Regions from separate parts of the Mus musculus genome. Here all the other regions are linked to region 2. The links are chromatin contacts, called in public HiCAR-type, HiChIP or PLAC-seq and promoter capture Hi-C maps. All regions are on one chromosome and are shown on one strand. The core of a region is the stretch at or near the end of the contact, and the rest is flanking DNA. Distances in the headings are between cores, read along the strand shown. Region 1 has its middle 30 kb from the start of Mmp2. Region 2 holds the start of Irx3 (Iroquois related homeobox 3). Region 3 has its middle 38 kb from the start of Aktip. Region 4 overlaps Rpgrip1l (Rpgrip1-like). Region 5 overlaps Rpgrip1l (Rpgrip1-like). Region 6 has its middle 130 kb from the start of Irx5.

Region 1 (3,919 bases), core at 1,312-3,811, 1.0 Mb after region 2:
GTCCATCCTGTAACATCAGCACTGGGCAGGCTGAGCACAGAGAACTGAAGGTTCAGGATCAACCTGGGCTATAAGGCCTGACTTTGATCAAACCAGAACACAGCATGAGATTCTCCAAGCTAAAAACTCTTTGGGGGGTCACACAAGTTCACCTTATATTTGAAAGTCTTCATTCTTTATCTGCAAAATGCTCTTCTAGGTGTGCTAACCTCACAGGGTTGGCGAGGGAACGTGGGGTTATGGAGCATCTTATAAACTGTGGGAAGGTGACCCTGAGATGCATTTCCATGTCTGCAGACAGACCATTAAGGCATGGTGACTCACAAGGCAAGTTTTCCAATTGCACCCAGGAGAAAGTCTCCATGTGGTGCTCCTATGGCTTGTGCACTCCTTGACTCTTGACAAATAGACCTTTAATTAAGTAGAAGGAGGCATTAGGTTCTTGGCAGGCAGCATGGCTCAACTGGGATATTCGGAAGATGTTAGATGGGCTGGAGACTGTAAGGGTGGTGTACTGAGCAGAGCAGACCTGGAAAAGTGTGCCTCACATCCAGGATGGGAAATTCCTTTAGAACATTGTTTCTCAACTTGTGGGCCGCAGCCCCTACAGGCCTCATATATCAGATATTTTTCATTACTATTCATAAACAGCAGCAACATGACAGTTATGAAGTAGCAATGAAATCATTTTGATGGCCGGGGTTCACCACGACATGAAGAACTGTACTAAGGGGTCACAGTGTTTAGAAGATTGAGAACCACTGCCTTAGAACCAAAGTCTCTGCTGAGGGCTGTGGGTCCCTTTGCAGGACAACACAGGGTATGGAATGTGATGTGAAAACATATAGAATCTTTCAATGGATTTTAGAAAATTGTGTGGAAAAAATACACAGCATAAAATTTGCTATTTTCCTTCTTTTCCTCCTCTTCCTCCTCCTCCTCTTCTGCCTCTGCATCAAGACAAGCTCTCACAAGTGTCCCAAGTTAGCCCCAAACTTACACTTCAGCCTCCCATGTCCTGGGTTGTCAGGCACACAGTAGCATCACAGGTGGCTCAATGTTTAACTGTTTCCAAACACAGGAATGGTCTTAGGTAAAATCAAGCTGTTTTCTGGGATAGCCACCATATATTCCCAGAACATTTCTTTGTCACCTCCAAAACTAAAAATGCTGTCCTGGTTAAAATAACTCATGTGATCTGCCCTTAAATACCAGTAGTGAAGAGGCTGGGACAAAGTTCAAGAATATCCTGACCTATAAATCATGATCTCTACCAAAAAACAAAACAGTAGCTCACTGTTCCTTCCTCTGCTCTTCCCAGGCACCCCTACTCTGCTTACTGTCTGTGTAGCCGACTGCCTCATGGCTCAACATAGGGGGAATCACATGACCTATGCCCTTTACCATCTGGCTTGTTCCACTTAGCATAATACCTTCAAGAGTCCTTGTAAGGCAATGATTCACACACATAAAAGACGGGCTTACAAAATGAGTTATAAAAAATAAAGTTATGGAAATAATTTTAAGATGATACAGCATTCTGTGTGCTTTCTTGAAAAGAAAGAAAGAAAGAAAAAAGAAAGAAAGAAAGAAAGAAGGAAGGAAAGGAAGGAAAAAAGGAAAAAAGGAAGGAAGGAAGGAAGGAAGGAAGGAAGGAAGGAAGGAAGGAAGGAAGGAAGGAAGGAAGGAAGGAAGGAAGGAAGGTAGGTGAAGAGGTAAGCCGAATAATTATTACAATTTCCAAAAGGTAATGAGCCGATTTCAAGGTATTTTTGAACACCTGGAACATCTATTGATGATTAAGTCGCAGAGTTTGCCGGTGGAGCTGGGAAGATTGTATTGTGTCGCCACATATTCAGCATTAAAGGACGTCTTAGCTTTCATAAGTTAGTTAGCAAATATGAAAAGAGGTTTGTTGTATTTTTATCACCTCCTCCCCAAAACAAATCATGGACTTCCCAGATTATATGCACTGATATTTTAGGAAGTTCTTGTTCAAAAGATCTGGGTAGGGGCATCTGTTGCCAGCGGATTGTCTCATGCTTGATGTGGAAGTGAGGCAAAGGCTAGATTCTCCTAGTTTTTATCTAGCCTCCTTACTAAAGGCAGTGGCCTAGTTTGGTGACACCAAACAACTTCCATGAGTTTGCCAGGCACTGTATTTGAATGGTGGTTTGAGAGAGGATGTGACTAAACTCCATTTCACTCTGAAAGCAACTCTAGCTATTCCATTGAGGCCCATGGTTCATTTGTGTCTGTTGTGCAACAAAGCACTCAGATGCAATTACAGAGACAGCCCGAAGCACGGGAGACCCTCTATGTGTGGAGACAGCAGTATTCTAACCACAGAGGCGACATATTGCCCTATTCAGAGTAGTTGCTTAATTTTTCTCATTTACAAACAGGCTTTGGATAGCCAACCTTTAATTAAGACTCAGTTTGCTTTTCAAAAGCAATGCATTCTAATAGATACCATCTGGGCTGGGGTGGGGGCACTGCAGAAATTATAACTACAGCTGCAAACCCATGCGCCGTGCAGCTGGCTAACCATGAAGGCCTTTGGGAAGGGAATTGTTTCCATGTGCTTAGGAGACTAGGGCATGCCTAGCTTCAAAGCCGAGCCATAGAGCCAGGACGCTGGCTTTTGCCTTCTTGTATAAAGAGAAGACAGGAAGAGGCAAAAAAGCAAGGCAGGGTAGGTATTGACTTTAATGCCCTCTGTCCGGAGATTCTATCACTTTAAAGGCACTAGTGGTTTGTTTAGAAGTATTTAGTAGCTCAGATCATAGGCTTTGAAAAGGAGGATCTTAGATATCCGTGTTTCTACAGACTGAAAACATCTCAGTACTTGAAATGTATGAGTGTTCCTGTGACAGGCCAGCCCTTCCCATTCAGGACTTCCAGATAAAACAGCATTCCCCATTGCATTAGAATTTCAAGTAAACAATGGGTAAATTTTAATAGAAGTATGTCCCAAGATATGTGCTAAAATCACTCATATGCATTGCTCATTATTTATAGGAAGATCCAGTCCAAATGGGTGTCTTAACTTCATATTAATTAAATCTGGAACCTCTCCCTCTCCTCCAATTGGTTTCTAGGACTGTTCCTCCTTATCTTTGTAGAGAAATGCTGGGCCAGCCTGGGACATACTGATGTTAGTCTGGAGATACCTCTACAGTCAGCATAAGGGTTACATGACCAACCTTGGGAGTCTGAAAGGCCCAAGATGGATTCCAATTTGCACCTACTTTCTGGTGGGTGACTTTCAAAATGTTACTTGATCTCCAGAGCCTTACCTCTTTCCATCAAAGCACAGAGGGACGAGAATCATAGCTGATGTCCCACTACAGCTGTACTAGCCACTTAAAAAGTCAAGCATTTTCGCGGACTGGTTAGCCATGATTTCCCAGACACCACTCCAGCTAGCGGTTCTGGCTCTTCCCTTCCTCTCTGCAGCAATGAATCCTGAACAAAATGAGAGGCATCTAACCCCTCTACAGTGTCCTGGTTGTCCAGTATTTATGGTTTATTGACAGATTGATAAATTCATTTTCCACCTGTTCAGAAATGACCACTTCAGATGGTCACTGTAAAATTTAAATGAAAAACTGTGGAAGCCAGGCATGGTGGTGAAGGCCTGTGGTCCTAGCTACTCAGGAAGTTGAGACAGGGAGACAGCAAGTTTAAGGATTTCCCTAGGCTACAGAGGGTGGTCTGGGCTAGCCTGGGAAACCTAGTAAGGCCATATCTCAAAAATTTTTTAAAAAAGTAAAAAGAGGAATTATGACTTAGTTCAGTGGCAAAATACTTGACTAACATTGTGTTAGGCCCTGGTTTCAAGAGAGACAGAGACAGAGAGAGACAGAGAGACTATGAGAAAAGACCTGCCCCCAGACACATGCTGAATCAGTGAATG
Region 2 (3,953 bases), core at 292-2,791:
GCCACGGGCGGTGGCGGTGGGGCCAGGCTCAGGACCGACAGTGGTCGGTCCTCCAAGCCTTCGGAGCTGTCGTCCGAGTCGCTAGTTTTGCAGTCCGAAATGGGTCCCAGGCCGAAGTCGCCGTTCCTGTGCGCCGCCCCAGCCAGGGTCAGCTCCGACCCGGCTGCCGCGCTGTCTAAGTTTTCCAAATCGATCTCCTCATCCTCGTCGTCGTCGGCCAGCCCCTCGCCCCCCGTGTCCTCCTCCTCTCCTGCGAGCTCCTCCTCCTCCATCTCCAGCTCGCGTTTGCTCTCTTCCTCGTCTTCCTCTTCGTCCTCCTCCTCCCGCTCGCTCCCATAAGCATTGCCCTCCTCGTCCGTGCGACTACGGGGAGCCCACGTCATCTTGTTCTCCTTCTTGAGGCGCCGGCGCGCGTTGGCGAACCAGGTGGACACCTGGGTGAGGGTCATCTTGGTGATGATGGCCAACATGATCTTCTCGCCCTTGGTGGGGTACGGGTTCTTGCGGTGCTCGTTGAGCCAGGCCTTGAGCGTGCTCGTGCTTTCCCGGGTGGCGTTCTTGGGACGGGACGGGTCCCCGAACTGGTACTGGCCATAGGGGTAGAAGGCGGGGTGCGGGTGCGGGAACGCGGCGGCCGTGGCCGGATGCTGGACGCCAGGGCTGTCCTTCAGCTCATACTGAGCGCCCTGTACGCACATGGAAAAGGAAGGGGACACGCGCGCAGGGAGCGCGAGTGAGCTCCTGCCGTCCCCACCTTTATCCTCCCGCCGGGACCCCAGCTTTCTTCTGCACGCTCACCTTGCCCCACACCCCAACTCCAACCCCTCTCTCCCGGGTTTCTCTGGCTCTTACCAGCTGTGGGAAGATGGGCAGCTCCGTGGCGTAGGGCAGGAAGGCGCCGTAACCCTGAGCGGCGGCGGCGGCAGCTGCGGCAGCGGCGTAGGGTGCCCCGTACACTGATGAAAGCACATTGGATAGGGACCCAGAGGCGGCCAACTCGGAGGCTCCGGCGCCGGGACCGCTCCGGCCCCCAGCGCTACTGCCGCCTCCACCGCCGCCCGCAGCTCCCGGGCGTTCGGGTGGGTAGAGAGGGCGGATGTACTGGTATCCGAGCTGGGGGAAGGACATGGTGGCCCGCGGCGCACCTACGGACTGGGGGCCCGGACCCCCGAGCCGCCGTGCTCAGCTCCGGACCCCGGCTCCGGAGCGCATCGGGGGCTGGGCCGAGCCCGGGCCGCGCTGCGTCGCGCTCCGCGTTCGCCTATTGATCTGCTCCGCGGCGGGCGGCGGCGGCGGCAGCGGCGGCAGCGAGGAGTCAGGTCAGGTCCGAACAGATTGGCCGAGATTCCCTGGGCTCCGGGCTCTGATTGACATTTCTACGGGGCCTCAAGCCCCTCCTCTCTGCGCAGCACTCCCTCCTCTAGGCCGGGCGAGCCGCTCTGCGCTAGGCGCTCAGTTCTGCCCTCCTCTCCGGGAGCTGTGTCGCGCCTCGCTTCCTTCGCCCTCCTCTAGTTTACACTCTCCTCCTGTCCTGTCCTCTCCCCTCCCCTCGCTGCGTCCCCCCTCACCCCACCCCTGGCCGCTTCCGCTCCCGAGGCTCCTTCGCAGTCCTGGACGCTGGGAAACTGCGGTTCTTTTTGCTCTTTCTGTTTCTCACGGTTGCTTTTGCTCACCTTTCTGCTCTCTTCACTTTTCCTAGTCTGACTCCTCTCTTTTAAATCTCTTTACTCTCTCGTTCTCTCTTCCCCTCTTCCCCGGTCTCCGCACCCTGAGCTAAGGCGGCTTAAAGTTGAAGACACTTAGAACGCTGTGCGGGGGGTGTGTGTCCGCGTCAGTGTCTGTGTGTCCGTCCCCGCCCTTCCACCCCCTCCTTCACCCTTCCCCAAATCTCGAGTCTGACGTCGCGCCCTCTTATTCGACTTTTCCCTGCGTCTCCTCCTGGAGTCGCCAATCACCCGGGAGCCTTCTGGGCGAGGCGGCCCTCCCCCGCGAGTACAGAGCGCCGGGCGGGGCGGGGCGGGACTGGACTCAGTCTCTTCCCGCCCCCTCCTGCCCGCACTCGGAGGGGAGAGCCGAGACCACGAGTGGCGGCTTAGTACAGGGTCACCTAGCCCCTCAGGTCTTCCAACTCCTCAATTCTCAGCCCCCTTCGAAGCTGTAGTTCCGGGTTGGGACAGGACCCTGGACCAAGGCAGGCTTCCGGGGCTTCCCGCCCTCCCCCCCCCCCCCCCGTGGCTCCCTTTGCACTTTTCAGCTCTGGTCCCTAGGTCGTTCTCCAAAGCCTAAGCCTGCAGCTAAAAGAGTGAACGTGCTGCCTGGGAGTTGGGAGTGCTGCCTCTCCGAGCTTTAAAAGACCTATTCTGTGCTGGGTGGGGGGAGGGCGGGGGAACCCCGCAGTTTGCTACATTTACACCTCCAGGGTACCTTGTTGAGAATCCTCACAAGAAATAGTGAGTTTGGCGCCTAGGTGGTCTGGTGGAACAAGCAAGGAGTTGGTGGAGCTCCTGGCTATGGAGTGGGGGAGGAGCAGAGAAACTTAGAGCCTAGGCTCTGGGAACTTTCCGAAAGCTCTTCCGAGAAGTTTCTATGTTGGTGTGATTTTTTTTTTTTTAATTGCGACCATTCATTTCACTATCCCCCTCCCCTTTCCGCTCTCTGGTCCCCAGACCCAGCGTTTTTCTTTTGGCGAGAATTCCCCCAGAGCCGTAGAGAGTGTGCATTGTGGGGGCGGGGAGCAAGACTTTGGTTTTATGGTAGGATATTTCCTAAATCTAACTTGAAATGTGAGTGTCCAAGTGCCCACCGTCACGGATTAGTGTGTGCAGTGGAAAGTCATACTGAAATTCCCGGGATAGCTGGAGCTCCCAGATAAGGCTGTAGCGGCGACCCACGCGCGGGCCAGGCCTGCTGTGGGCCTGCGGACTGAACAACTCCCCGGCTGCGATTCTTCAGTAGAGTGAAGAGCCCTAGCTTAGAGGCAGAAAAACCACCCCAAGGGCCTCCGACTGAACTAAGAATCAAACCGGAACTCGCCAGCTTGGAGGAATCTAAGGGTCCCGGGCTGGCCGGGCTCTAGTGTGAATACAGTTAGGGAATGGATTTCTTTCTCCCTGGCCCTGGCCTCCAGTTTTGACCCCCATGTCCCACCTCTGGCTGCATTCCACTGACCTTAGGCTCCAGGAGGTACTAACTCAGAAAATTAGTGGGAGAAACACAAACAGAAGTTTGGGGAGCTACCAAGTCTAGGGTTCGATGTCAGCATGTGGGGTCTTCCTAAATTGAATCTGTGCAGCTTCTCTGTGGTCTCCTGGTCTCCTTGCCTGGTGCTGGAGGTTGGCTTTAAGGTGAGCCTGGACAGAGGAGGCATAGTAGGATCAGCTCAGGCCTTCGAATGGCTTCCCCGCAGCCTGATTCCGTTTCTGGTTAAACCTGTCACAGGAAGCCAGGGCTCACCTGCTCAAGCAAAGGTCTTAGGGTTGTAGAATAGAGGTGACATTATTTTCCAGGATCTTTCCTGTGTATAGGATGGTGAGTCTTTTAAGACAGCCGGGACGACCTACCTACACAGAACTGGACCAGACCAATGGGCGACAGAGCCAGATTGCAAGGTGGGCGAAGGGGTTTCGCTGTACATGTCTGGGCAAAACCACGAGTATTTCATTCCTTTTTGTTTGTTTGTTTGTTTTGTTTTGTTTTTCAGAAGGGAAAGAAAAACAAAACGCAACACCACACAACAACACCACACAAGAGCCTCTGAGATGCTCCTTCCTTCCTTACTGCATTAACCAGCTATCGACCTGGTTGTGTCCGATTGCGATGATGGGCTGAGAGAAAGAACACCGGAAGAGCCAGGCTGTTCTCAGGAAGGACTCACGCCGGCCACGGGGCCGCCCCTGGCCCAGAGGGTGAACCTCTAGACCCAGGCATGAACCTAAGAACCTCGCTTAATTAGA
Region 3 (4,429 bases), core at 1,034-3,533, 630 kb before region 2:
AACAGGAGGAGGTAGTCTCTTTCTGTTCCAGGGTCAGGCCTCAGTTTCCCCCTGGGTGCCCATCTCATCACATGTTCTATTTCATAAACTCAAATGGGCACCAGGAAAGTATCTGTGCATTTAGAATTAAAGCCTTTTTTTTTTTTTTTTTTTTTTTTTTTTGGTCTGGAAACCAGGGAGGACCCGTGTCAGGGCTGTGGGCCACTGAGGATTCTTCTGGCTTGGTAGGGACAAATGCAGAAGGAGCTGGGACTCCAGGGTCCACTGTGTCTAATTCTAAGCCCAGGTCAGGTCCTTGTTTTCCCTTTGAGATTGAGTCTTGCTATGTAGCCCAGGCTGGCCTCAAACTCAGTCCTCTTGCCACCAGCTCCAGGGTTTCTGAGTTTACAGCCACACCATCGACACTGGTACTTGTTATCCAAGGGCACCACTCTGGCTTCCAAAGGCTTGCCTGCAAATCTTAAAATTTACCAGACGGTGGCTGACAGGAATTCTCCTTTGGTTTGGCCTGTACTTGGCTCCCTTGAACTGGACCTTTCGGGAGAGCAAAGAAAGCCTAGTTCTTCAAGGGTGGTCTAGTGCTTAGAATACTAGTGGTTGGGAGCCACAACGCTGTGGTGTCTGTACGGCCTTGGCTTAGTCTCCTCTTGGTGACAGCCTTTCCCTTGCTCCACTTTGGTTAGGACCTGCGAGGCTGCTATGGACAGTAAACTTGTTCCCATGTAGCTATTCTTAAGTAGAGTGGTTTCTGGGCTCCTGCCTAGGCGCTCAGGAGGCAGCTGGAACCGTCTCAGCGAGCAAGCCCTACTTTCCAGATACCTGTTAATGTTTCATGCAGAACACCTGCTCCTTTGTGAATACCAAAGATTCCACAAACAACTCTGACCTTCACTGAGCCGCCTTCTCAGCCATACCCCACCAGGTTCCTGACTCCTAACATCGAGTGGCCCTCAGCCACTCCCCTATCACCACACCCAGTCATCCCAGGGTTTCCAGCTGTGGCATACCAAAATCCCTCTGCAAAGTTACCCTACTTGGGAGCACAGGGTCCCCAACAGCCTCTGAGACTTTCAGCTCTTCCCAAGCATCAAGTGAACTCAGGTACAGGTGCCCAGTGGGCTCTGCGTGCAGCCCCAGGCTTCCTGGCCACCTGTACACCGCTTCCCTCCGAACACCCACTTGAGTGTCCAACCACAGTTAAGGCCATGATAAAGTGCTAAATCCCCGTGCTTTCCTGAAAAAATAATCACCGAGAGCCCCCTTTGATTTCTAGGGCCATTGAGACTCCTTGCTGCCCTTCCTGTCAGGCCTGCCCTTTGAACAAGCTCACTCCATAATTTAGAGTTTGAATCTCGTTTTAAATGGCAGTTAAAAATTGTGTGTGGCAGTTCACAATGAAATTTAGCTTGACAGCTTGGACATAAAACTAAAAATAAATGACTTCACATCCAAATAATAAGTAATAACAATGTTAGCCTGCATAAGAATAGCAGGGCTGGATTCAAATACAATATTAATTTTAGGGATATGAGTGACTGGGGAGAGTCAGAGGAAAGAAACAAATCCTTCACATAGCAACCGTCTCCTCTTATCCCCCAGGCAACCGGCTGCCTTTCACCTCCGCGGCTCGGCAATTACGTGGTGTAACGGAGGCAACGCAAATAAGCAGAAAGATTTTATTAAACCAAATGAGCAAATCATCTGCGTATTATTGCGATTTGATTGACACTGACAAGTGTCGAGCAGACTCGGATGTGAATATGATAAAGAAGCCGGCAGAAAAGCTCTTGATAATGTTACTCTTGATAAAGTTGCCTGGCCACCCTCGCTCAGCAAATAAAGCGGAGGGGACTAGAACGCATATTAATTCTCCCGGTTTGCAGCCCAGCGGAGGACGGGAGGGGAGAAAAGTTGCAACGGCTTCGGCATGTGGCATTTTATATGAATACCAAAATTGCATTCATGATTCACACAGACTTTACGATAATATATTAATATTAAAACTAAAGGTCACCCCACATAACAGTTAAGCTGCCTGAGCTTCAACCTTTATACCAATAACAGACTCTGGGAAGTAAGGGAGAAATATTTGAATATCAAAAAAAATTTTTATTTTATTTTATTTTATTTTTATTTGGGAAGATTGCTGGCTAACACCAGCTGAGGTAGCCCTCACCCACCTGCCCTCTCCGGGGACAATTAAAGGGCTACCTCCAGGACGGCTGCAGTCAGACAGCTGAGGCTGCCTGTGAGGAGAGACGATTAATTGCCACAGGCCTTCGGGCCCTCGCATGCCTGCGTTCCACTAATGATTCCCTTCTGAGCAGGTGGAGCGAGCTACCGCCATGCCAGCTTTCCAAACGGAGTCAGCACAAAACTTTCCCAGGCTACCAGGGCGCTCCGAGCAAATGGCCCAGCCCAGGCAAGGCTCTGTCTAGGACGATTTAGGGAGAGACCTGCCTGGAGGCAGGGGGGCAGCTAGGGTGACCTCTGGCGCTCCCCCACCCCTCCCCAAGAGCTGGTTTGCTCTGATTCTGTCAGGCAGGATGGCTCAAACAAGAATATCTTGGGTAAGGTGAGTGGAACCGGAAATGGCCCTAGAAGAGCTTAGAGAAGAAAGGGGGACCTGAGGAGGATGGCTGGTCACCCCACTGAGGCTTTCCTCCAAGCCAGAGAGATGTTTCCACAAGCAGTAACATCTGCTTCTGGAGAAAACGAGTTTTAAGTGTTGGTCCTTAGCTGCCCAAGGAAATGTCAAGTGTGGGCTGCCGAGATAGGGTGGGCCAGCAACCCAGTGAGCCCATCACCTCATAGCTGACAGAGCCCGCGTGTGCTTTAGACTTGAGTCTTTCCTCTTTTAGCGAACTCACTGGTAGCTTGCAGTTGACCACAGTGAGAGGAATTTACACCACGGGAATTGGCAAATGCTATAAAGCATCCCACTGGCCGGTGGGTGGTGGGTAAGGTAAGGAGAGAGGTCGCTTTCACCAGATCTCTGGGTCCCTTCAGTCTTTTACCAGTACCCCCACAAAGACATGGGAAGATGGCTTCGTGAACTCCAATATGACACAAAATAAGGGGAAGGGAGCAGGGTTAGACAAAGGCCATCTGACTGCTACTGTGAGACAGACAGCTCAGATAGTATCTGCCCGTTGGGAAAGAACCTGGGCTCTGGTTTCTGTCTTCTCTCTGCCCTAGCATCTCCCTTGCTCAGTCAGCACAGTGTCTCTGGTCTCTTATGGCATTCTGGTGACCTGCTCTCTCTCTCTCTCTCTCTCTCTCTCTCTCTCTCTCTCTCTCTCTCTCTCTCTCTCTCTCTCTCTCTCTCTCTCTCTCTCTCTCTTTCTTGATTCTGGTCACTCCCCAACTGGCTCAGCCTCAACTTTGGCTTCCCAGGGTGGCCTAATTCAGGAGGACCAACCCAGGGACTTCTATCTGGTGTCTGAGCAGAAACCTCTGTGCTCCCTTTATTGCTTTCTGTCACAGTTTTCCTTCTCCAAACCAAGCTAAGAGGCGGGGCCCAGGAGACACATCCAGTGGGCCCTCTCCTGCCTCCACACTCCCAAGTGTTTTCCAAACATGGCCTGGGGGTTGGGGCAGGCAAGAACGTTAATACACCAGTGAGAAATAAAACCAAGGGCCTGCAGAGGTGATGTAGCAGGACAGTGCTTGCCATGAACATGCAAGGACCTGTGTTTGGTCTCAGCACCCATAAAGAAAGTCAAGTGTGGCGCTACATGCCTCTAATCCCAGCCCTGGGGAGTAAAGATAGGGAGATTCTCGGCTAGTGTTGGCCACTAAATCTAGCTAAATTGGTGTGCTTCAGGTTCAGTAAGAGGCTCTGTCTCAAAAAAAGATGGAGTAGAAATACTAAAGTAATAGAGAAATAATAGGATGTAATAGAGAAAACACTTGACTTATGATACAGTGGTATGGCATGCACCCTTGATTGATGGTGTACATATATAACCCTAGCCCCACACTATAGAACAAAAATTTTAAAATAACAAATAAAATTGTTTTCTAAATGTTGTTTCTAATCTAAAAATGTCCCCTTCCCCCTACTAATGTACTACGGATTGAACGTTGGACATCCTAGGCAAGCACTCACCCCTGAGCTGTAGCCCCAGCCCTCTCTTTCCCTCTTTGAGAAAGCTTCTCATGAGATCACCCAGGCTGCCCTCAACCTCAAGCTGTATCCCTAGCAGGCTGGAACTTGCTGTCCTGCCTCAGCCTGTGGAGTAGCTAGAACCACAGGCTACCACAGAATGACATACCACATGGCCCAGGGGGACACTGGGACATCTTCACCACTCTGAAAGATGTCCAAGCACTGATGCCTCTAGGCTTGGGGCTTGATCTGATAAAGGGAGGATCAAGATTATATTCTAAAAGGCAAAGATAGGAGGAGGAGAGAAGAGGAAAGGGG
Region 4 (4,016 bases), core at 885-3,384, 520 kb before region 2:
CAACAGGGAGAGCATAGATTGAAATTCATACCAGAGGACTGACTGACTTCATCACACAGTGAGTAAACTTTAATCCGTGTGTGTGTGTGTGTGTGTGTGTGTGTGTGTGTGTACATACACACCAACACCTTAACAACTTGAGGAAGAGCCACAGGTTCCAGAAGAGACTAACTTGAGGGTTGCAACATATCTAGACCTCTTCAACAGGGCACATGACATTATTTTAAATATTCAAAGGATCCTTAAAGATAAGAACTAGTGAAAACAGATGAGATTGACTAGGGAAAACAGAATACCTTATCAGGGTATCTTAGCAACTATAATACTCAATAATAAGAATTCTCCAAATCAACTGAAAACAATAGTTTAAAAAGAAATTAAGATTCTATCCCTCTTAAGAGTTTTGTTTGAGATGTCAATTCAGATGTCTGAAAGACACAAGTTTTGGTATTCTTTATATCTAAGAAAATACAGAAAGAGCACCACCATTTAACTCCATGCACACTCCTCCAGAGAAACTCATGCAACCTGTCAGTCAACTTAATCATCGGGTGGATAAATCCCGACCACTGTGCTATTGGAATAAAGACTCCATTGACTCTGTGTGCCTACTGTAGGCTTGTGAAATGTAAGAAACATGTATAAGTAGTTTTAAAGTGTTATTGCTTATGGATGCACTCTGGTTCTAGGAATATTAAAAGTGAAAAATTATGTTCCATTTATTCAATAAAATGTGACCCTGTGGTAAGAGTACTAACTAAAAGTACATTTTTTCTCACTAAGTCTGTATTAAACCATTTTTTTGTTGTTGTTGTTATGGACACAGGGTTTTACTATGTAGCCCAAGGCGGGTCTGGAATTTGCAATTCTCCTGTCTTGGTCTTCTGAGTGTTATGATTAGAGGCATGCGCCACCATGTCGCTGAATCCAACTTCTACAATTCTCGTGTAACTGACTTGCAAATGTTCCAAAGGAGCAACCTTCTTACTATATTCCTGGGTGTATCTTATGGGTGCACACACAGGTGCCAAACTTGAATATAAATCTCTCACCCAACACAGTGTATCTGTGTGCACTGCGTCTGCGTATGAGTCAGTGTGGAATACAGCAGTCCAGACATCTTTAATTACATTTTACTCTATGAGACAAGACCTAATATGATTATGTTTAGTGATTATTCCTTAACAGCGACATTTTGACAAAGCATCTTGGTTAATAGAATAAATACAGACATCTTACTATTAGATTGCTCTGGTTTGATCTTTCAAAATCTGCAAGAGGCTTTCTTTGGATCTTCCCCACTGTATCAGCTATTACCTGTACAATCACAGACTTCTCTAACTACTGTTGGCTTCCATGAGTTATGAGAGTAAGCCTTTTATTTGCTGTATCCTTGGAACTTAGAACAATGCTGAGCACTTGTTCAATAAATATTTGTTGACTGTGAAATAAAGGAAAGATCAGAACTTAGGGATATTAAACTAATGAAAAACAACTTGGATAAAAGGGAATCTGAGAAACAATTCTTTTGGCATACATATAAGGCATATATGTATGTCATATATTATACATATACCTCCCCCCCCACTATACATACATACATACATATATATATATATATATGTAATATGCACTGCTTTGTCCCCAGAGGATAGCAGGATGACTGGCGGACAGTAGGCATACATGAAGTATTGGCTGACTCAGCAAATAAGCATCAGATGTCTGCATAAGTAAATGGGTGGTTATTTCTATGTACCTCTTTCAGTCTTTAGTTTGTCAAGGACTTCGGTTTTGTCTGTAAGATCAGATTTTAAGGCAGTTTCGAGCTGAGCAATCTGCACTTTCATCTGCTGCTCCTTTAACTTCCACTGCTCTTCATGGGCAGCACTGAAGGCGCTGTAAAACACACGTGACAGGCAAGGAGAGCTGGGAAATCAGCTTCACCCGAAAATAATAAAGAGAAAGCTTTTAGTGGCACAGAGACCACTGTCATCATGTCTTAGGAATTAAGTAAACATATGCTGGTCTGCTGCTGTTGAAACCGAGGCGCCTTGCTCAGGCTGCGGTTAGGGAACATGAAAGAGTTTGTGGGATGAGCAAAGGAACTGGCCTTAATTTAGAGCTCCAAAGCCAGAGAAGTTGGCAGCGTGCAGCTTTTGTGGACTAGTAAAGGAATTCAGATACTGTACACACTCCAGAGGAGTCCACGGCTCCAAACCTCAGCAACTAACAGGCAGGGCTAGCCTCCTCCACTTACAAGAGCACTCAATACTAAGAAAAGGCATCGCCCACCTGATCTACACTTAATTCTGAGAAAACGGCAAGTCTGTAATAATTTCAGACGTACTGAACCACACGGGGTAACTGACACTAAGAAGGGGTGCAAGGGCGGCTTTACCCTACAATAAGTCCAACAGGCTAACGAAGAACAAATAACTTGACTGTTGACACAGAGACGATTATGAAGACAGAATCATGATTGATTCCTTAACCAAGGCTTAGTGCTTTGTTCTGAGACAGGGTCTCTGGCATAGGCTGGTCTTGAGCTCCCTATGTGGCTGAGAATGATCTGAATCTTGTGGCCTGGTATCCACCTCTCTAGGGCTAAGACTGTAGGCATGTACCACTACACATGGTTATATGATGCCGAGATACAACCTAGGGCTCTGTGAACATACTCTACCAACTGAGCTACCTCTGCAGCCCAATGTAGTGTCAGTTACAGCTTAAATCTGCTAGTGATCAAGGCGTGGAAGACTAGAGGCAGCACGAGATAGGAACAACTAGATGCTGCAGAGGGAGAAAACAACCGTTTCTTTATCTAGTGGGTCTTGAACATGGCAAACAACGGTGCTACAGCAGCTCGCTTCTCTGACACGCAGGGACATTTCAAAGGGAGAGGCCTGGCAACTCACGTTTCTGTAGCCTCCCAGGTGATAGCCAGACTTCAGGAAAACTTATTTTGATCTGCATTTCAGCAGAAAACCATTATCTGTGAAGCTTGACGTGACTGGGGAATCACCCTCAGCTCCGAGCCTTCTACTTATTTTAAACTCAGTAAATAAAACAAAAATCTATACAGTCTGGCTTTATACTAATGAGGAAGTGAATGAAAAAGAAAAGTATTACTGGGAATGGCCCTTAAGGCTGCCAACAAGGCCTGAGGCTTCATTCCAAAAGAGATACTTTCTGTAAAAGGCACAACTTTAAAAAAAAATCTGTATTCATTTCACATTTTGAATACCTTTACTACATTTAAAATATCAGCTTGAAAATAAATGGAATTTCAGAAGCCACTCTAAATGATATGTTTTCCTCTCTCTATGTTCTCATTTCACATAGATTCTTAAAAACAACAACCACAGAACTGATATGCCAATAACTTAAGCTAATTTTTATCAAAGGTAGAATTACTTAGACATAAATGAACTTCAAATCAAACACATATACTTTTAAATACTACAGATTATTTCTTTACAAATTCACTTAAAAATGAAGAACATACATAATTTCGATGTCTAGCCAAATAAATACATATGCATGAGTGTAAGTGCATATATACATGTGAGTCTTCTATCTTTAAAAACATGTACCACCCAGAAAAAAAAAACTTAGCATGATGAAACAGGACAAGTATACATTCCCTCAGATGCCAGCAATTAGAAACAGTAGTGTTCTAACAGTGTGCGCACTGCAGAAGATCACCAGCAGCTAATCTGGCAGGGACATCAGAAGCGGTGTGTGTTTAAATTAAGAGCAATTTAGCAGCCTGGTTTTTCCAAACCCACAAAATACTAGTGTAAATCAGCATAAGTCAATCTGAATTTAGCCCGCTGCTATCTTCCCTCTAAATTTAGGCCTACATTCCACTGCAGTTTCATGAGGAATTCCTTTTGAATTTACTATATTCCTCTATGCTTGGAGCCATCTGCGTAGCTATAAATGGTGAACCACATCTGGCTCCATTTTCATTGTAAGGGCTGTATACATGATTAAATCTGCATATGAGGGGAGTA
Region 5 (4,002 bases), core at 1,482-3,981, 570 kb before region 2:
GGCTGGGGGAAAGGGTACCTCCCCTTCCTTAGCATAGGGAGGTGGGCTACACCCCAGTATTCACTGGAAAAGCACTTCCCACCTGTTGTCTCTACTAGGCTTTTGGTGGGGAGGGAGGAGGAAGGCAGGAGCATTTGTGTCTCTGAGGGACATTTGGACATTTTTACAGGAATAATGCTGGGGTGTAGGAATGACTGGCGTTCCTGGAGTCTTTTCTCCTTTTTTGTTTTCTGCAGGGCCTGGAATTAAACCTACTATCTCACTCGTGCTAAGCAAGCACTCTACCACTGAGCTACCCTAACCCCGATGCCTTTCCATTGTCAGATTTCTTTGGAGGTAACCACACTGCAAGGAGGAGCTCCAACATTGCAGAAAGCAAGAGGACAGAGGCGTGCTTTGGTAAACTTGCTGTAAATACCTTCTGTGAGGCAGTTCTCGCCTTTGCAGTATGGCTTTTAAGATGTCTCTCACCGCTGGGTTGTTTTCTTTATCCAGGTAGATCACTATAGCAAAAGAAAAGACAGGTTCACACAGGAAGCCACCCAGACCTATATTCCATCGGCACCACCCTGCATTCTATGAATACTGTTTTTAAAGATACACACATCATGCCACCTTGCCTGTGTGGTTGGCAAACCAGAATCCAATCGGAATGATCATGTGATCTAGTGTGGTGCCACTGACAGGCTGATGCCCGCTGTCAGAAAGGAGACCCACAACATCCCAGAGAAGTGCTTCACTGCTATCACGACCTGCTTGTGGCTCTGGCAGAGCTGACCGAGGAGCTGGGGGTCTTTACTGCTTTGTATTTTGAGGGAGTCACAGCATGTTCTTTCACCTGAGAAGCAAGTGATGATGAAAGTGTACGGCAGCATTCTCGTCCTTCCTGACAGCCTACCGGTAAGTTAAGCCTCCTCTCTTGCCACTGCAAAAAGATGCAACAAAAGGCATCTAGTATGCAGGTAGGAAAGTCAGGGCTGATGTGGCAGTGCATGGTGGAACAAGGCGGAGGGGCTCTCTGGTATATGAAGACTTCTGGTCCTGGCATTCAGATGAATAGCTGTCAAACCTGGTGTTTGGGCATGCAGGTGGGCTGTACACAGAGCTGGCACCTGGGGGAGAAGCCACTCCTCTTCTAAGCCCAGTGTGGGCTTAGGCTCCCTTGCAGCCAGATCTCAACTCCAACATGATCAAATGTGCACACAGGGACAGTGCTGCTATGGCTCTGGGACCCCTGTTCCTCCAGGTTCCACTTTACTAACAACGCTTCTGAGGGCAGTTTCAGTACGACTTCATATGACCATGCAATAGGGCTACTCAGCTGCTTGGCTGTTTGACTGACCTTAATCAAAACCCTAAGGTGTGCCCTGTGGGATGTGGACACATGGAATGGGAGACAAGGAGGTGATAGTGGCCCAGGAGAGGTCAAAATAAGTGGAGGCCCAGTAGCCAAGTTACCCAGCCCTGAAGAACCAAGGCCACTGTCCTTACAGAACACTATACCGTATGGGGTTCCTTAGAGCTACCAACATTAACAGAGACCAACACCAATAGTTCTGAGGGTTTTCTTTGTCATTGCTAGAAGGTCATCTTTGCAGATATATTTCACTAGTGCTGAGGGTCAGTCCCTCATTTTTAGAGGCTGTCAGTGTATTAAACTAAATGGATTTTTTTTCTAATTCAGTATGTGGCTTTTCATATATTCTCCCACTTCATAATCCTAAAGCTTTTAGGCAGTATTGGTTTCTAACATTTGAGGGCGAGAATAATGAAGGTAATTTAGAAGACAACTGAGGTTGGTGGTGTGACAGCTCAGTAGACAGAAGCACTTGCTGTCACAGGCCTGGTGACCTAGGAGCAATCCCTGGAACACTGGGGGAAGGAGAGAGCCACCTCCCAAGGGCTGGTCCCCAACTTTCACATAGGTGCCATGGCACCCAGCCCTGCCCCCCACTCTCTTTCCCATTCACGCTTAGTTTAAAAACTAGGACAAAACAACCCAGGCAGAAACAGTGATTAATCTCTATAGCGGTACACAGGCCACGACATGAACTGTTATTCTTACCAAATAATTTAAGTCTTTGATACATAAATACACATAATTTCTTTGTATTAAAAGCCTCTCAATTTCCAACTCCAGCATTCAAAAGAAAATGTCTTTCAATTAAATTTAGATGAGTTCTGATGAATTTCAATTGCTGTGGTAACATACATATAATTTAAAGTATAGCACTTTAGCTAGTTTAGAACATATGTCCACTGACATTAGGTACAGACAGGAGGATGCTGTCACTCCTCTTTCTCTCTAGAGTCTTTCCCCCATCCCAGCAGAAACTCTACCTATTCTTCAGTAACGCTCACCCCCTTTATCCACCCTGGGGAACCCTTACTTCACTTCACTTCCTGTCTCTACCAACTCCTCTAAGTGGGGCCACAGTCTGCCCTTTATCTCTGATAATTTCAAGGCTTATCCTCGCTGCAGCATGCATCCATCACATGCAATGCTGAATTATATTTCCACTATATGCACATAAAACTTTTTGTTTTTCCAGTCACCCTGTGAGGAATTGTGGGTTGTTTCTACTGCTGGGTGTCAGGAGCTTTGGACACAGTTGGCTATGTGCCTGTGCCCTTGATTTTGGTTCTTTCTGCTATTTACACAGAGGGAGAATTGCTGAGACATGCGGCGGTTCCATGTTTAACCTTCACAAATAAACCAACTCCCAGCTAGAATTCTGCACCACCCCACTGGGCAGCATTTATGGAGTGATGTTCATGCACTAGGCACTCCACTCCACCACAGGGTTAGGAGCAAGGTTGATTTACATTTCACAGATGACTAAGCAGAGAGAAGGCTAGAAATCTGTTAGCACATGGAGCTGGAGCCTACGCTCAATCGCCTAGTGCTCTCTGGTGTGTCTGTGCCACCTTCCTCTATAGCTAAGCTCCTCCTGGCATTTCAACCAGGGCATTTCCCGGCTGGAGACGGGATCGGTCTGTAGCTGAGCTGGGCATGCCACCTGCTTTCTTGTTCTTCTATAAAGTGATATTGACTAGATCCATAAAGCAGACTTAAATATTTTGGTTGACTTCTTAAAAACTTGTTTTCAAAAATAAAATTCTAGTTCCCAACCAATAAATTTAGTTTTATAAAAACATACCAGCTGGGTGTGGTGGCGCACGCCTTTAATCCAGCACTTGGGAGGCAGAGGCAGGCGGATTTCTGAGTTCGAGGCCAGCCTGGTCTACAGAGTGAGTTCCAGGACAGCCAGGGCTATACAGAGAAACCCTGTCTCGAAAAACCAAAAACAAAACAAAACAAAACAAAAACCCAAAAACCAAAAAACAAAAAAAAAACCCCAAAAAACCAAAAATCAAAACAAAAAAACACATACCAACTTGGAATTGTGCCTGTTTGTATAAATATAGCCTAGACTGGGCTTCTGAGTTTAGCTTAGTGGTTATCAGTTTTAACACACATCCCTGGTACTTAGATGGATTGGTTGCAGATTTCTGTGCTGAACCCTTGGAGATCTGATTCAGATTGAGGTGTCTGCAGTGTAGCCTAAGCCTCTGCAACTACATTGCTCCTCTTGCTGCTACTGCTGCCAGTCAGGATACCACCTACCAACAACCATCTCAGACCAACAGTTCTTTGCCCAGTTTTAAAAAATGGGATCAAGATGCACTGAATACTCTACATTTAATGTTGCGGGAAACAGGGACACTTTGGCCCACTAGTGTTACGACATGATTCTATGATCCTGTGAACACCAGGCTTTATATGGAATTCTAAAAAACCAGAAGGGTATTTTCAAAGATAGTTTCAGTTTTTACACCTTTTAAAAAGTAATTATGTTATCCAGGCAGTGGTGCAAATTTTTAATCCCAGCGCTTGAGAGGCAGAGGCAGGAAGATCTCTGTGCATTTGAGACCAGCCTGGTCAACAGAGCGAGTTCCAGAACAGCCAAAGCTACACAGAGAAATAATGTCTCAAAAAAT
Region 6 (3,956 bases), core at 240-2,739, 680 kb after region 2:
CAGTGGCTTCCATCCCACATTCATTTCCCTGGGGTGGAAAGACAGAGCCAGGCTAGTCTGTGACGGAGTCAACCTGCACGTACCTCCCATTCCCATACTGATATCTTCATAGCCCTGCTGGTGGGTGTTGTATTCAGAGATGGGGTCTTGAAGGAAGTCGACGAGACTAAATGAAGTCCTTGGAAGAAGAGAAATCATATGTCTTCCTCCAGCCTCTCTCCAAGATCGGCCGTGGCCTGGAAGGTCCCTATGTTAGTGACAACCTGTGACTGGGGAAGGCAGGCTGTGAAAGAGATGGGGAACACTTTATAAACAGGTGGCTGCTCCCACCTAGCTGTAGACTCAGGGCACAAAGGGGACCATGTTGCTTTTCCAAAAATGGAAGCAAGCTGCTCTTTCAGGGGTTTCTGCTCATCCCTGGGAAGTCAGCCTTTGCCTCCTGGGTCACTCACAGTTCAGAGAGCCAGCCTATCTAGGCATTTCTGTTAGGTAGGTTTTGAAGGCATGAACTCGGGTGGCTGGAACATCCTGTGGACTATGGAAATGGGAGGCTGTGGGGAGTGGAGAAGCAAGGGTCTGGGAGGCCTCTGTGCATGACGACCCCAAAGCTCTGGGCATGGCGGGGAAGCTGCTGCTTATGAGCGTGTGGCTGTAATCTAGCCAGAGAAACTGCTAGAGAGGTGGTTCAGGCACCATGGGGAAGCTGGCTATTGCTAGTCCATACTTGAGAAATTCCCCTTTCTCCTCCCTCAGTGGATCATCAATCTCCTTTTGGACACTTGGGTCCTGAAGCTCTTAAGCTTACTGTCAAAGTGGGTGTGACATGCACATCTTTAATCCCTGTACTCAGGAGGCTGAAGCAAGAGGACTGTTTTCAACGTCCAGACCAGAATGGGCTACATAGTAAGTGCCTGTCTGTCTAAAAAAAAAAATTAAATCAATAAATACACAAACATAATGTGTCCTTATGCAGCTTAGGCGAAGAGTGGCATATCTGAACAGGTGACTGTTTCCAGGATAGACTTTGTAGCCAGGGACCCTGTGAGGGCTCTACATCTCTGCTGGGCCTCTAGGAATTATCCTGCTTCCACCCCCACATGCAGGACCCACCCCCCAGCTCTCTCCACACCCCCATCACACCCAGGAATCCAGTCAGTTAGCCTGTCAAAATGCCCCTCAGTTCTCTCTTCCTACGGTTTTTCTTAGTCTTTCTGTCTAAAAGCAGCATTTGCTAACGAAATCGTGAGAGGCTATGGGGACCTGCCAGATTCAAATTTTTTTTTTGTTTTGTTTTTTTGTTTTTGAAAAAGATGAGGGCTCACCTCAATGTGTGCCCAAGCTGACCACCAACTCCTGATCTCATATCAGTTTTCCCAGTGTTGGGGTGACAGGTATACGTCACCAGATTCAGACGGATGTAAACTTCACACTTTAGCCTGTCCACTGAAACTTCTGCTTTATGGGTGATAAGCCATGGCCTGGGGGGGGGGGGAAGAGGAGCTCACTAATGATATCCTATGCCGCCATATTCACTGCCCCTTCCTGGTGTTGGTCCTTCAGGTAGGGGTAGAGAGGGAGGGGACCATTGGTGTCCAACTTAGAGGACAGTCTCTGCCCTTTAAAGAGGGCTCCCTGGCTCTTTGTTGTCACCTCTTGGCCTTTTTGACTTGAGTGAAACTGGAGACTGGTGGGTGGGGACTTGGGCACGCTTCCTGCTTAGCTGTTGTGCAATCTCTTTGCCCAGCTTTCTGTGTTGCAAGGAGAAAGCCAGGCAGACCCTGCAGCATCTGAAACCTGCTTTGCTGCCCCAGCGGGAGACCGGGACTGCTGGAGTCAGATGTGAGGGCTGCTTCCCTGGCTCTGTCCTTAAGCTTGTTGTTATCGGATGCTTGGCACTGGCTCCGCATGGTAACCCCAGAGCTAGAGAACCCAGGCCAGGGGGAGATAGGAAAATCCCCAACATATGTCTGTTGTCAGAAATGACAAAGCTACCTTTCTCATCACCAGGCCTTGCCACAGTGGAATCCTGTTTGTCAGACATGTCACTAAGGGCCTGAAGAGAGCTGGGGTGCCAGCACAAACAACTTTGATTACCTCTCTGGAGGCACAGAACTCTGTGTGTTGTGGGGAGAGGGCTTAGACAAAGATCTTTCCAGATCTGGGCCAGATAAGAGGCCAGTCATGGGCAACCAAAGCCTTTCGCTGCTCCTTCCCAGAAAGGGTGATAGATTGAGACATAGAATTAATATACGTCTCCCTATTTATATATAAAACCCTTACAAATCATATCCCTCAAGCCAGGTCTTTAAATAATAGAAGACTGTAGATTATAGCTTTATTAGCCCCTTCCAAAAGCTTATAAAAATCGTCTTTTGCCGCCGGGAAGACATTTTATCAGAATTTATGGCAACTCGCAGTCTTGAGCTATCAGATTGAGAAACCAAGACAATTTCTGAGGTTCTTCCTGCCGCCCAGGCCCCGGTCACACACTCTGTGTAAATTAAAATCGCTCACGCTATCTGCTTTATGAAATAAGACACTTGGCTCTCCTAGCTAAGCCTGCACTTTAATTAATATAGACTCAAGTAGGCAGAAGCCACCAACCTCAGTGAGTGACTCTGGAGCATGGGTGTGGGATACTGATGGAGAGACGTGAGGCCTGGGAAGCGGAAAGCCCCAACACTCCCCTGTAGGGACAAGGCTTCATCTTGGGCTCCCATGGTGACAGGCTGAAGGTCTCTGTTATTTAACAGCTAGCTGCCTAAGTACCTCAGGGCTGATGTTTGTCCAGGTATCATAGGGAAACTGAGGCTTTGCTTGCCAAGAGCTCCTATCTAGATCAGGGTAGTGATTTTATGGATATGGATATTGACATTACTTAATTAATATCACCATGATTTCACGTTGCCACAGCACCCAAGAGTTATAGGATCCTAAGAAGCTTAGATGCTCATCTTATGCTGGCCATGTTTGTGTCTTAAAATTGCAATGGGCAGATGCTTGCAGTTTGGGATGTCTCCCATCTCTAGTTAATGTTCTGGGTTGGTTTGTTGACATTTTCCAGAATGCCTTAAACATTGTTGAATACGTACTAGGTTATGTTCTTGGGTGTTTCATCTGGATTGTCCTGATTCCTATTTTTGACAGTACAGTCTCAAGACACTCTATTTTCTTCGTAATTCTCTTCTGCTCTTTGTGTCTGTCTGTCTGTATGTCTGTCTGTGTCTGTGTCTGTCTGTCTGTCTGTGTCTGTGTCTGTGTCTGTCTGTCTGTATGTCTGTCTGTGTCTGTGTCTGTCTGTCTGTCTGTGTCTGTGTCTGTCTGTCTGTCTCTCTCTCTCTGTCTCTCTCTCTCTCTGTGCATGTGTGTGTGTGTGCCTGCCTGTGTGTGTTTTCAAAAGCCCATGGCAGGCTGAAGGTCGACAACAAAAGGAACCAGCCTCTGCACAATTTGAGAGAATGGAAATCCAGCTGGCTGTGGGTGGGAGCTGAAGCATACACACAATTCCCTGGGAAGATGGCAACCCACTGGGAGGATCTGATGCTGAGGAAGAGGTCCTGGGTAGTTTGGCCAGGCAGAGCAGTGCACTTTGCTCTGCGACCTCCTCTCCATGTGCACTCTGATTACCCTGTGGCTTTTCCTCTCTCCTCAGACACTCAGGGTCCTAAGCTGTGTACCCTTTGCAAAATCCCAAATCCCGATCCTGCTCCCAGTCAAAATGTGTTGGAGACAAATGAGCAGTTCTTCCCACTGTCATTCCAGAGTTCAGACTGTAGAACTCTGTGGCAGAGACCATCATAGCTCACCAACAGTTGTGGGAGGTCCATGAGAGGAGATACAAAGACTGTTGCTCCACAGTGAAACACATTCAATCAATCAATCAATCAATCAATCAATCAATCAATCAATCAATCTATGTCTTATTGAGACAGGATCTTACTCTGGAGCCCTGGTTG

What was found. Promoter capture Hi-C pulls out the DNA fragments that hold promoters and counts their contacts. HiCAR-type assays count read pairs that join an accessible place to other places. HiChIP or PLAC-seq counts read pairs in DNA pulled down with a chosen protein or histone mark.
Region 1: a contact with region 2 is called in a promoter capture Hi-C map of frontonasal cranial neural crest, with 5 times the contacts expected there. The contact joins the enhancer-like site here to the promoter of Irx3 in region 2. A contact is called at or near these places in 3 of 39 promoter capture datasets (cranial neural crest, frontonasal cranial neural crest and hippocampal neurons), 1 of 484 Hi-C or Micro-C datasets (embryonic stem cells), 2 of 115 datasets of contacts at active chromatin or transcription factors (embryonic hindbrain and embryonic midbrain) and 1 of 9 other capture datasets (embryonic stem cells).
Region 3: a promoter capture Hi-C map of hippocampal neurons shows a contact between it and region 2, with 2.8 times the contacts expected there. The contact joins the enhancer-like site here to the promoter of Irx3 in region 2. A contact is called at or near these places in 10 of 39 promoter capture datasets (the 3T3-L1 cell line, embryonic stem cells, hematopoietic stem and progenitor cells and 4 more), 8 of 484 Hi-C or Micro-C datasets (cardiomyocytes, cumulus cells, embryonic fibroblasts and 4 more), 10 of 115 datasets of contacts at active chromatin or transcription factors (astrocytes, craniofacial prominence, embryonic basal ganglia and 6 more) and 3 of 9 other capture datasets (embryonic stem cells, embryonic trunk and pancreatic islet).
Region 4: a HiCAR-type map of fibro-adipogenic progenitors shows a contact between it and region 2, with 6 times the contacts expected there. The contact joins the enhancer-like site here to the promoter of Irx3 in region 2. A contact is called at or near these places in 6 of 39 promoter capture datasets (cranial neural crest, embryonic stem cells, frontonasal cranial neural crest and 2 more), 4 of 115 datasets of contacts at active chromatin or transcription factors (embryonic stem cells, fibro-adipogenic progenitors and stem cell-derived neural progenitor cells) and 1 of 9 other capture datasets (embryonic stem cells).
Region 5: a promoter capture Hi-C map of liver shows a contact between it and region 2, with 3 times the contacts expected there. The contact joins the enhancer-like site here to the promoter of Irx3 in region 2. A contact is called at or near these places in 6 of 39 promoter capture datasets (the 3T3-L1 cell line, cranial neural crest, frontonasal cranial neural crest and 2 more), 3 of 115 datasets of contacts at active chromatin or transcription factors (embryonic hindbrain, neural tube and stem cell-derived neural progenitor cells) and 2 of 9 other capture datasets (adipose tissue and liver).
Region 6: an H3K27ac HiChIP or PLAC-seq map of acute myeloid leukemia shows a contact between it and region 2, with 8 times the contacts expected there. The contact joins the enhancer-like site here to the promoter of Irx3 in region 2. A contact is called at or near these places in 8 of 39 promoter capture datasets (the 3T3-L1 cell line, cranial neural crest, epiblast stem cells and 4 more), 1 of 484 Hi-C or Micro-C datasets (myocytes), 7 of 115 datasets of contacts at active chromatin or transcription factors (acute myeloid leukemia, craniofacial prominence, embryonic brain and 4 more) and 4 of 9 other capture datasets (adipose tissue, embryonic stem cells, embryonic tail and 1 more).

The regions. Positions count from the first base shown.
Region 1 is chr8:92,795,265-92,799,183 of GRCm38.p6, forward strand. No RefSeq gene overlaps it. Among named protein-coding and RNA genes, the nearest start is that of Mmp2, 30 kb to the right of the region's middle. Within about 2 kb of position 2,562, at least 14 of the 459 cell types and tissues checked have an H3K27ac peak or open chromatin away from gene starts, as enhancers often do.
Region 2 is chr8:91,800,113-91,804,065 of GRCm38.p6, forward strand. It overlaps Irx3 (Iroquois related homeobox 3), which reads right to left and starts at 1,542. Exons shown (of 4, transcript NM_008393.3): 1 at 853-1,542; 2 at 1-686. The coding sequence starts at 1,128. It overlaps Irx3os (a long non-coding RNA gene), which reads left to right and starts at 3,224. Exons shown (of 4, transcript XR_003947581.1): 1 at 3,224-3,608; 2 at 3,701-3,953.
Region 3 is chr8:91,169,483-91,173,911 of GRCm38.p6, forward strand. No RefSeq gene overlaps it. Among named protein-coding and RNA genes, the nearest start is that of Aktip, 38 kb to the left of the region's middle. Within about 2 kb of position 2,284, at least 20 of the 459 cell types and tissues checked have an H3K27ac peak or open chromatin away from gene starts, as enhancers often do. A contact at or near this core is called in hippocampal neurons and second pharyngeal arch cranial neural crest, where this site is marked.
Region 4 is chr8:91,278,962-91,282,977 of GRCm38.p6, forward strand. It overlaps Rpgrip1l (Rpgrip1-like), which reads right to left. Exons shown (of 26, transcript NM_173431.2): 10 at 1,757-1,896. It overlaps Gm36163 (a long non-coding RNA gene), which reads left to right. Exons shown (of 5, transcript XR_003947578.1): 2 at 1-58. Among named protein-coding and RNA genes, the nearest start is that of Gm36163, 7.2 kb to the left of the region's middle. Within about 2 kb of position 2,135, at least 43 of the 459 cell types and tissues checked have an H3K27ac peak or open chromatin away from gene starts, as enhancers often do. A contact at or near this core is called in fibro-adipogenic progenitors, where this site is marked.
Region 5 is chr8:91,224,835-91,228,836 of GRCm38.p6, forward strand. It overlaps Rpgrip1l (Rpgrip1-like), which reads right to left. Exons shown (of 26, transcript NM_173431.2): 24 at 419-503. Gm36243 (a long non-coding RNA gene) reads left to right here. Exons shown (of 6, transcript XR_003947579.1): 3 at 325-399; 4 at 496-900. Among named protein-coding and RNA genes, the nearest start is that of Gm36243, 16 kb to the left of the region's middle. Within about 2 kb of position 2,732, at least 12 of the 459 cell types and tissues checked have an H3K27ac peak or open chromatin away from gene starts, as enhancers often do. A contact at or near this core is called in liver, where this site is marked.
Region 6 is chr8:92,481,807-92,485,762 of GRCm38.p6, forward strand. No RefSeq gene overlaps it. Among named protein-coding and RNA genes, the nearest start is that of Irx5, 130 kb to the left of the region's middle. Within about 2 kb of position 1,490, at least 12 of the 459 cell types and tissues checked have an H3K27ac peak or open chromatin away from gene starts, as enhancers often do. A contact at or near this core is called in acute myeloid leukemia, where this site is marked.